2 separate regions of the Oryctolagus cuniculus genome follow, and region 2 is linked to region 1. Evidence: chromatin contacts called from public Micro-C data. All regions are on one chromosome and are shown on one strand. The core of a region is the stretch at or near the end of the contact, and the rest is flanking DNA. Distances in the headings are between cores, read along the strand shown.

Region 1 (5,483 bases), core at 2,757-5,256:
CATGCAGGTGCAGGGGCCCAAGCACTTGGGCCATCCTCCACTGCCTTCCTGGGCCACAGCAGAGAGCTAGACTGGAAGAGGAGTAACTGGGACTAGAATCAGCTCCCATATGGGATGCCGGTGCCGCAGGCGAAGGATTAACCAAGGGATCCACGGCACTAGCCGGTTTACTCCTTAAATTCTTGCAATGGCCCAGGCCATGGAAAAAATCCAGGAGACAAAAACTCAATTCAGATCTCCCACTTAGGTAACAAGGATCCCGCCATCACCTATTGCATGTCTTTGTTGTTGTTGTTGTTGTTTTTTGACAGGCAGAGTGGACAGTGAGAGAGAGAAAGACAGAGAGAAAGGTCTTCCTTTTGCCGTTGGTTCACCCTCCAATGGCCGCCGAGGCTGGTGCGCTGCGGCCGGCGCATTGTGCTGATCCGAAGCCAGGAGCCAGGTGCTTTTTTCCTGGTCTCCCATATGGGTGCAGGGCCCAAGGACCTGGGCCATCCTCCACTGCACTCCCAGGCCATAGCAGAGAGCTGGCCTGGAAGAGGGGCAACCGGGACAGAATCCGGCACCCTTACCGGGACTAGAACCCGGTGTGCCGGCACCGCAAGGCGGAGGGTTAGCCTATTGAGCCGCGGCGCCGTCCCTATTGCATGTCTTAGCAGGAAGCTAGAGTCATAAGCCAGAGTCAGTGTTTGAATCCTGACACTCGGATATGAGCACAGACACCTTAACCATTATGCCAAATACCCATGCTAATCCCTTCTAAAAGTGAGTTATCCATGTATGAATGGTTGGTTTCTTTTAATAAAGCATTACTAATTTCTTAACTCTTCAACCAGAACTTCTTCCTAAATGTTGTTTGCTCTTGCTTCAATGTTAGCAGAATTCTTGCTGTTCTAATAGGAACTCTGTTCTTAGTGCCTCAAACTGGATTCAGACATGTTATAACAAGTTAGTATGAGTTTATTTTGGTGCAAAAAAAATTGAAAACTATGTATAGCTTCTTTCATTTTTCCATGAACTTTTTTTTTAATATTTATTTCAGTTAATTGAGAGGCAGACTTACAGACAGAGGGAGAGACAGAGAGAGGTCTTCCATCCACTGGTGCACTCCCCAAATGGTTGCAACGGCCAGAGCTGAGCCAATCCAAAGCCAGGAACCAGGAGCTTCTTCAGGGTCTCCCATGTGGGTGCAGGGGCTCAAGCACTTAGGTCATCTTTCACTGCTTTCTCAGGCCATTAGCAGGGAGCTGGATTGGAAGTGGAACAGCCAGGACTTGAAGAGGCACCCTAATACAGGATGCCAGCACCGCAGGTGGAGGCTTAACCTACTATGCCAAAGCACCAGCCCATCCATGAGCTTTTTTTTTTTTTTTTTTTTAACAGGCAGAGTGGACAGTGAGAGAGAGAAAGGTCTGCCTTTGCCGTTGGTTCACCCTCCAATGGCCACCGCAGCCAGTGCGCTGCGGCCGGCGCACTGCGCTGATCCGAAGCCAGGAGCCAGGTGCTTCTCCTGGTCTCCCATGCGGGTACAGGGCCCAAGCACTTGGGCCATCCTCTACTGCATTCCCTGGCCACAGCAGAGAGCTGGCCTGGAAGAGGGGCAACCGGGACAGAATCCAGCGCCCCGACCGGGACTAGAACCTGGTGTGCCGGCACCGCTAGGCGGAGGATTAGCCTATTGAGCCGCGGCTCCGGCCTCCATGAGCTTTTTGAATATCATTCATATACATCACACAAATCTTTGTTTTTAAAAAATTATTATGTACCAGAGCAGGCACTGTTGTGCAGCGGGTTAAAGCCCTGGCCTGAAATGCCAGCATCCCATATGGGCGCCAGATCGAGTTCCGGATGCTTCTCTTCCTATCCAGCTCTCCGCTGTGGCCTGGAATAGCAGTGGAAGATGGTCCATGTCCTTGGGCTCCTGCACCTGTGTGGGAGACCCAGAAGAAGCTCCTGGCTCCGGCCATTGTGGCCATCTGGGGAGTGAACCAGCAGATGGAAGACCTCTCTCTCTGTCTATCTCTCTCTGTAACTCTGTCTTTCAAATAATAAATAAAATAAATCTTTAAAAAATATTATGCACAGCATAGATGTCATTTACATATAACACTATACATAATGTTCTGTGCCTTGCCTTTTCATTTTCCTTCATACATATCAGGAATTCCTTTGATATTGTGATCTATAGAACAAAAATCCCAAAATATTCTGATATAAAATTATTCCATCATATGTTTCCAGGTTTTTTTGTTGCTGCTACCAAGGGTGCTATGTATCTTACACAAACATCCATAATGTCTTTGATGATATATCTATAAATTCCTAGCAGTGGAATTATTGGAAATTAACATGCTATTTCTCAGTATAACATCTTGTAACCTCCTCTCTCCCACGACCTCCCCCCCCCCACACAACAGGCAGAATGAAATCAGAACACACTACTTTTTCTTGTGGCTACCTCTCCAATCTAATTTTCTGCTACTCCTTAGCTGTGGCCTAGAGTCACACCAGGCTTTTTCCTAAAGCCTGCAAACTCATTCTTCAGCTCGGGGCTTTCTCGTGCTTGCTTGCTCTTCAGTGCAACCCCCTGTAGAAGGTGACTGGAGATGGCGCCTTTAGATAAGACAGCACCATTTCACTAACATCAAGTATTTACTGTTTTTTATAACTGCTCTTTTAAGGTCCAGATTTGTTTTTAATATAACCCCACATCCATGTTTAGAAAATAAGCAGGGAATAACAGACATGCTTTAAATAAGAAACATAGTAGGGGCACTTTGTGGCATAGCCGGTAAAGCTGTTGTCTGGGATGCCTGCATCCCATATGGGCTCAGGTTTGGGACCTGGCTGCTCCACTTCTGATCCAGCTCCCTACTAATGTGCCTGGGAAAGCAGTGGAGGATGGCCCAGGTGTCTGGACCCCTGCACCCACATGGGAGACTGAAGAATCTCCTGGCTCTTGGCTTTGGCCTGGCCCAGTCCCCGTTTTTGCAGCCATTTGGGGAGTGAATCAGTGGATGGAAGACCTCTCTCTGTTTCTTCCTCTCTCTGTGTAACTCTGTCTTCAGAATAAATAAATCTTTAAAAAAGAAAACATAGTAAACAAATGTGAATTTCTCAAACTGCTTTCAAATCGATTACATTGCAAACACAAAGAATGAATTTAAAATTGATTTACTTTTGGACAAAAATAAGACTTATCCTTGCAACATACAATGAGGTCTTTCTAGGATTTTCTCACTGTAGAGCGCTTCCTCACTTTCCTATTCTCTTTCATATACTTAACAATTACTCATCACTTTACAAATATTGATTAATTACTCAGAGGCCCAGCCCCTGTGCTATAAAATCTTTCTCATCTGACCACACCTACTTTCCAGCCTAACTCAGCCAAGTGTTTTCGGCCTGGCCTGGGCCTCACTTTTAAATTCACTCAGACTTGCACTGTAGAAGTCTCCAGAATGACAATCCTTAAAAGGAAAGATAAGCAACTTCCCTACCTGGAGTGTCAACCTATTCATTGATTTGCAAATCAGCAACCGGGCCGGCCCTTTGGTTTACATAAAATTGTACTGGATTGTTAAAAACTTTTTCTTTAGTTTCTTACTACACCTTGCTCCCTAGGAAGAGGCGCCTCTGAGTTCCCAAGTTTCAGAGGCTCCCATCTTTGAATGAAAATACCCTCCCTTTGGACTCCTGGGGAGGTGAGGGCTATTTGCATCTGAGAAGGGTCATTTTCTTTTTGGTCTTAATGTCCGTTTAATTTTGAAAGTACAGGTTGTTTATTATTTTTTTAAGTTTACAATTGCATTCCTATATTAGATTATTGGACAACTCCTTGCCCTCCCATTTCATTTTCCCCCACGTCTGGGGGAAATCATTGAAGGGGCAGATGGAGCAGAATTCTTTTGATGTATGAGGTCAACATTGCATCCAACCCTCTCCTCAAACAGTATCTACAACAACAAATAAGTCAAAATTACCCATGCATACAAATAAAGCCTTTGCATTGGACCAGTTGGTCCAGTTCTCCGGTCGCTAACTTCCTCTCCTCCTTTGTCTCTGTTCATTAATTATCCCCCTCTCGGTACCCAAACCCTCCACCTAACCCCTCTCCCAGTCCTTTCTTCCACTTCCGGCTATTGGCCTCTCCCGACTTCCACCCTCCTCATCCTCATCCTCCTCCGGCTGCACGTGACGGAGGGCGCTCTGCGGGCCACTCGGCCCCCGGCGAACGTGAGTCTGAGCCGGAGCTCCGGAGTGGGGGCAGGGGGAGGCCCCGGAGGGTTTGCGCCGGGGCGAGAAGGGGCAGCGCGTCCCCTTCACGTGTGATCTCATCGCAGATTTACCTGGAGTTGTTTTGCGAGGGAGCGCTGGCAGGTTTTACTATTTCCCAATTGTTTACTCCCCGAGCTCTCCCGTCCACGCGCCTCAGGGCTGCGCCCCACACGCTGGAACTTCATTCAAAGGCAGGGCTCGGCGGCCCGCGAGGCTGGGGCCGGGGTACGCGGGTGACCGCCAGGCCACTTCCTCCCTCCCCGCGCCCTTCCCCCAGCCCTCCACCCCCACCGTGGCCTTTACTAAACTGCACCCCAGGGCGGGAGGAGGTCTCGCTCCTCTGCGCCCTCCCTCGCAAAGGGTTAATTTTCCTGATCGCACGAGGGGGAGGAGATTTCCCTGTAGACGAGTAAAAAGGGTGATGGACAAACGTGCGGGCACTAAGACCGCAAGGCATTCATTTCCTCCTACGGTGGATGCGGACGCCGGGAGGAGGCGAGCCCCACGGCGGCGAGGAGCTGGGCGCCGAGGCACAGGCAATGCTCCACCCTGGATGTAGCTGAGAGGCGAGCGCCGGAGACCCAGCGGCGAGGGCAGACCCGGGGGGGTGGGTGGGGGAGCAGGCAGGAGCGAGCCCTCGAGACCTAGCGCTTTACAGATTATTTTATTTTGTGTAGAGAGCACGTAGCGACTCCGAAGATCAGCCCCAATGAACATGTCAGTGTTGACTTTACAAGAATATGAATTCGAAAAGCAGTTCAACGAGAATGAGGCCATCCAGTGGATGCAGGAAAACTGGTAGGTGATGCTTTCGCGTGACACGGCGCCCGGCAGCCCTGCGTCTTCCCCCCGGAGCGCGTTCGGGTCGGGCTCCCTGCCCGCGCGCGCAGCCAGCCGGCAGCCCCGTGCCCGGGTCTCGGCGCGCAGGAGACGCCCGGCTGCGCGAGCCGCGGCTCCACAGGCATCTTTTGCACGGATTATATAACTCAGAACATATGTGTGTGCCTAGGGTGATGTCTGCGCGAGAGGGGAGGCGGGAGAGATGCCACAGTCCTGTCCTCTACCTGTGCTGCCTCCTGGTTTCCCTCTAGATTTTTTTTTTTCTTTTTCCCTCGGCCTCCAGCAGCCGTGTGTGAGAGACCGGGGAGGTGGGACCCGGGCTCCAGCTCGCTTTAACCCTCTGCCGCCCGCCGCCCTCGGCTCTG
Region 2 (4,922 bases), core at 134-2,633, 46 kb after region 1:
TCCTAGAGTCTGTGCCTTGGTGTAACAATGTGGGGAAAATCTACTTGTGTTTCCGCACAGATGGGTAAAGAATGCCGTTGGGTCAGCTGTTAGGACTGCTAAGCCTTGTAAAGCTGCTTCCACTGCATTAAGGAACTACAGAGTCAGAAACGGCCATTATTCCCCGCGAGAGTTATTTCAGGAATGGCTTGGAAACTTCAGTGCATCCCACTGCAGACAAAGATCCTGTTAGCTTTATTTGGGTTTGTCAAATCGCCCATAATGATTTGAAGATTATAATACTTTGACACTTTCTTATTTATGTTGGAGCGTAAGGTTTAGAAGTTTTGGATGCCAAGAAAGCTTTCTTCTTGGTGGAAGATAAAACGTGTTGACAGTTGGTGAATCTTCGAGAAGCACGTCCTGCACTTTGTTTTCTTTACATAGCACTTTTCCGCTCGCCCCGCCTGCGTGTTTTAGATGGATGAGTGAATTTCTGAGCCTCTGTAACTGTGGCAATTCTTCAGCTGTTCCACTGTCAGCCAAGTTTTCTCTCATGGTCTATAACTATCAAATTATGCCACCATCTATGACCGTTTAAAGCATTCCAAACAGAAGGGTAGGTGGCTAATGCTGTCATTATACACAGATGGATACCTGGAGCAAGAAACACACTAGTGTGAGGTCTTCAAAGTGACCCCGGCCACCTGCTTTCTACAGAACACAGAACAGCACGCTTCCCACATTCTTATGCAATGAGAATTCCTTTTTCACTATTGTTATATTAGACTTGAAAAGTCTTATCTGTGACACCAGGAAATGTTTCCCAGTATACCTTCAGGCTATAATTACTAATTCTTCTGTCAGTGTTTTGGCTACACGCTTGCAAGCTGACACAGACTTGTGCTGCCTGCTTATTTGGGTAAAATGCAAATTTGGTATTTTCATACCCAAGGTCACATCAAGAAGCATTCCATTAAGTATTGTGTACTTCCTGCTTCCGGTGTGTACCCCCGGGGCGGGGCCGCAGAGGCTGCGCGTCCACATTTCCGGGCGACAGAAGTTGTCTTTGCCAGATTGGAGCAGAAGATGCTGACACAGCAATCGAATGTTCATTTTCAAATAAGGTTTCTAGGACAGTGCAGTAACGTGCCTGCCCCTTCGTCATCTGAAATAGTTTTAAGCCTCTAGAAGCATGTCTGTGTGTGTGTGCTCGCGCCCGCCCCACAGGGACCTCATTATCTCGGTCCTCACTACTTGTCGGTGAGATGTGCGTGGGAGCCGGGAGAAGCGCTGCAGAGCGGACTGCCAGCGCTGACCGTCAGACAGGCCCCGTTCCCATTGAGTCACCCTGCGCAGAACGGCCCGACAGACCACTCTCTGTTATTGTTCTTGAATAATAATAATGACACACTGCCTGAGAGGTCCTGAACTGCATAGCAGAGACGTGAGGACTGGGCAAGGCAAGGTTTTATAAACACGGGGGTGTAACAATAGCAGCTGTCTATATAACGCCAGAAAAGTAATCCATGAGAGTCTGTTGTGACAGATGTTTTTTTCCCTCCCGCAAATTTCTTTCTGGGACAATAATATGGTTTGGAATGACAAGGTTATGATCCACCTTTTGCTAGTCATGTAGGAAACCGTTTCTCATTACAGGGTAACCCAACCAGTGCTAGGATTTAAAAATACTTGGGGGTGGGAGACTTCTGTGGTGATGCAGTTGGTTAAACCATCTCCTGTGATGCTCCAATCCCATATCAGAGGCCAGTTCAATTCAAGTGCTGGCTCCTCTGCTTCGAATCTAGCTCCCGGCTAATGTGCCTGGGAAAGCAGCAGGTAATGGTTCAAGTACTTCTGTTCCTGCCACCTACGTGAGAAACCTGGACGGAGTTCCTGGCTCCAGGCTTTGGCCTGGCCCAGCCCTGGCTATTGAGGGCATCTGGCATTTGAACTAGTGGATAGAAGATTCTCTCGCTCTCTGCCTTTTAAAAAATAAATAAAAATATTTTGGGGGGAAGTGAGAGTGCCAAGAGCCAAATATTTACACTTGAGTGTGTCTCAAATGAATATTCATGTTACTGCTATCCTGGAGTAGAAAAAATAATCTCCCTTTTACTTCTAGGATTTCCACTGAGTTTAGAACCTCAAGAAGTTATTTTCAGGAAATGGCTTGCTGGTGACTGCTGCAATTTCTGTAATAGCATTCGTGTTCCTTGACTAATTGCCAGATGTGGCCTGTGGAATCCATTGTCGGAGTTAATCTTCACAGTAGTCCCAGGCAACATGGGATTAGTTGAGCTTATGAGCTTCTTTTTGCTGGTGAAAGAAATGACAAACCAAGAGTCATGTTTTAGAAATTGGCACAGGCCGGCGCTGTGGCTCACTAGGCTAATCCTCTGCTTGCGGCACCGGCACCCTGGGTTCTAGTCCCAGTTGGGGCGCTGGATTCTGTCCCGGTTGCTCCTCTTCCAGGCCAGCTCTCTGCTGTGGCCCGGGAGGGCAGTGGAGGATGGCCCAAGTGCTTGGGCCCCTGCACCCCATGGGAGACCAGGAGGAAGCACCTGGCTCCTGGCTTCGGATCGGTGCAGCGTGCCGGCCGTGGTGGCCATTTGGGGGTGAACCCAAATGTCTAACTCTGACTGTCAAAAAAAAAACCAAAAAACAAAAAAAACAAAGAAAGAAATTGGCACAGATAGAAAGTGGAAGTGGCAAATATGAAATCTATCATCTCTCAATCCCAAGTGCTATCTCTTAATGAACTGGCATGTCAAATTGCAACATCATTAATGCTCTACTTACAATTAGTTAGAAACCTTTTAGTACATAATTACATACAAGGTTTCTGACACACCCAAGCACCTATCCTATTGGTCACATCCAACTATTTATAATATTGGGGACTCATTAATATAATAATAGTGTTGGAAAAATCTCACAATCACGAGTCATGTGGAATTTATGCAATTGATAGGGATATTCAGTTAAGAATTTTAACTAGAGGCCCGCATTGTGGGGCAGCAGGTTAAGCTGCTGCAAACAGTGCCATAAAGGCACTGGTTGGAGTCCTGTCTGCTCTACTTCTTGCTCCCTGCTTATGTGTCTAGGCAAGCAGCACAAGGTGGCCCAAGTGCTTGGTTGGGCCCCTGCTACCTACATGGGAGACCCGGATGGAATTCCAGGTCGCTGGTTTCAGCTTGGCCCAGTCTGGGCTGTTGCAGCCATTTTGGGAATGAACCAGCAGTTGGAAGATCTCTCCCTCTCTCTCTGTAACTGCCTTTAAAATAAATAAATAGATCTTTAGAAAATAAAAGAGTTTTAAAGCTAAGACTTCAAAGCAATATTTTTATTTATGGAATAACATTATTACCAAATGTTAAAAATAAAGCATGGAAATGAAAGGGACATTCAAAACCACTAAACAATACTAAAAATTGCGTTTTAAAAACTGTGCTTTTAAATTGTTAAGCATTCTTAGTTTAAAAATATGCATTATAGGATTTTCGAAAATACTTTAATTATTGAGACATCATCTCTCTTTTTATTAAGATTTATTTATTTGACAGTCAGACTTACACAGAGAGAAGGAGAGGCAGAGGGACTTTGAAAAGTTTGTGGGAGATCCGCATGTAATTCCATTTTCCATGAACTTCCAGTGCCTTTGTATTAAGTGGAATATTGCAGAAAAATAGTATTTTTTAAAATAGCGTTTATTATAGAATATTTAAAAACTTGTATATTTTATTATTAGTTATTGCTTTTTTTTTTTTAAACAGGCAGAGTTAGACTGTGAGAGAGAAAGACAGAGAGAAAGGTCTTCCTTCCGTTGGTTCACCTCCCAAATGGCTGCTACGGCCAGTGCGCCAGTGCGCTGCGCCGATCCGAAGCCAGGAGCCAGGTGCTTCCTCCTGGTCTCCCATGTGGGTGCAGGGCCCAAGCACTTGGGCCATCCTCCACTGCCTTCCCGGGCCACAGCAGAGAGCTGGACTGGAAGAGGAGCAACCGGGACTAGAACCCAGGGTGCCGGCGCCACAGGCAGAGGATTAGCTTAGTGAGCCATGGCACCAGCCAGTTATTGTTGTTAATCTCTTGATATGCCTGATTTAAAAATGTAACTTTATCATAGGTATTTCTGTATAGGAAAAGCCCTAGTATGTGTGGGGTTTGAGGCTACTTGTGATTTCAGGCCTCCATCAACTAGGGGTCTTGGAACACATGCTCTACAGATAAAAGGGGTGAGGTGTGTTGCTGTGTGAAACAGAAAAGAACAATTTTCTATTCAGATTTCTGCCTTCCAACGGCACATAACTGCTTAATTCCTGGTTTCATGATATACTTGTTTTAAATAAAAAAATAAGAATCTAAGAAGGTATTTAAATCTCTCTAAAATCCACAGGATTTGTCCTTTGAAAAGGAATAAATTCATTCATGTATTAATTATTTTGGGGTTACTTGCAGCATCTATTTTTCTGTGAAGGTCTCTAAGTGGAGATTTCTCTTTGTAGGCAGGTGAGTGCTAGGATGAGTCTCTTTTTTTGTTTGTTTGTTTTAACTTTTATTTAATGAATATAAATTTCCAAAGTACAGCTTATGGATTACAATGGCTCCCCCCCCCCAACTTCCCTCCCTCCCGCAACCCTCCCCTTTCCCGCTCCCTCTCCCCTTCCATTCAAGGATGAGTCTTTAACAGGAAAATAGCAGCTACTTCAAAATATTTTAACAAGCCATGCAAGAAAACGTCGTATATTTGCTAAGGATTTGCTTTGGCACTTTTTCCTTCAACATTTCTTCTCATCACAACATTTCTAATAGGAGGCTATTATCTCCTCTTTACAGATGGGGAAAACAGACTGGGCCATGGCCCAGGGAGAAGTCAAACTCGTATTTACCTTATTCCTAGAACCACATTCTGTCTTGTAAAATGGTCGCTTCCCGTCTCACCC

The links. Hi-C and Micro-C count contacts between places; a contact is called where the count stands out from the background.
Region 2: a Micro-C map of ear pinna shows a contact between it and region 1, with 2.5 times the contacts expected there. The contact joins the enhancer-like site here to the promoter of ELOVL6 in region 1. A contact is called at or near these places in 2 of 6 Hi-C or Micro-C datasets (ear pinna and skin fibroblasts).

The regions. Positions count from the first base shown.
Region 1 is chr8:54,802,002-54,807,484 of mOryCun1.1, forward strand. It overlaps ELOVL6 (ELOVL fatty acid elongase 6), which reads left to right and starts at 4,007. Exons shown (of 5, transcript XM_008267482.4): 1 at 4,007-4,236; 2 at 4,956-5,076. The coding sequence starts at 4,988.
Region 2 is chr8:54,850,483-54,855,404 of mOryCun1.1, forward strand. The region is part of intron 2 of ELOVL6 (ELOVL fatty acid elongase 6); the gene reads left to right. Among named protein-coding and RNA genes, the nearest start is that of ELOVL6, 47 kb to the left of the region's middle. Within about 2 kb of position 1,384, at least 4 of the 8 cell types and tissues checked have an H3K27ac peak or open chromatin away from gene starts, as enhancers often do. A contact at or near this core is called in ear pinna, where this site is marked.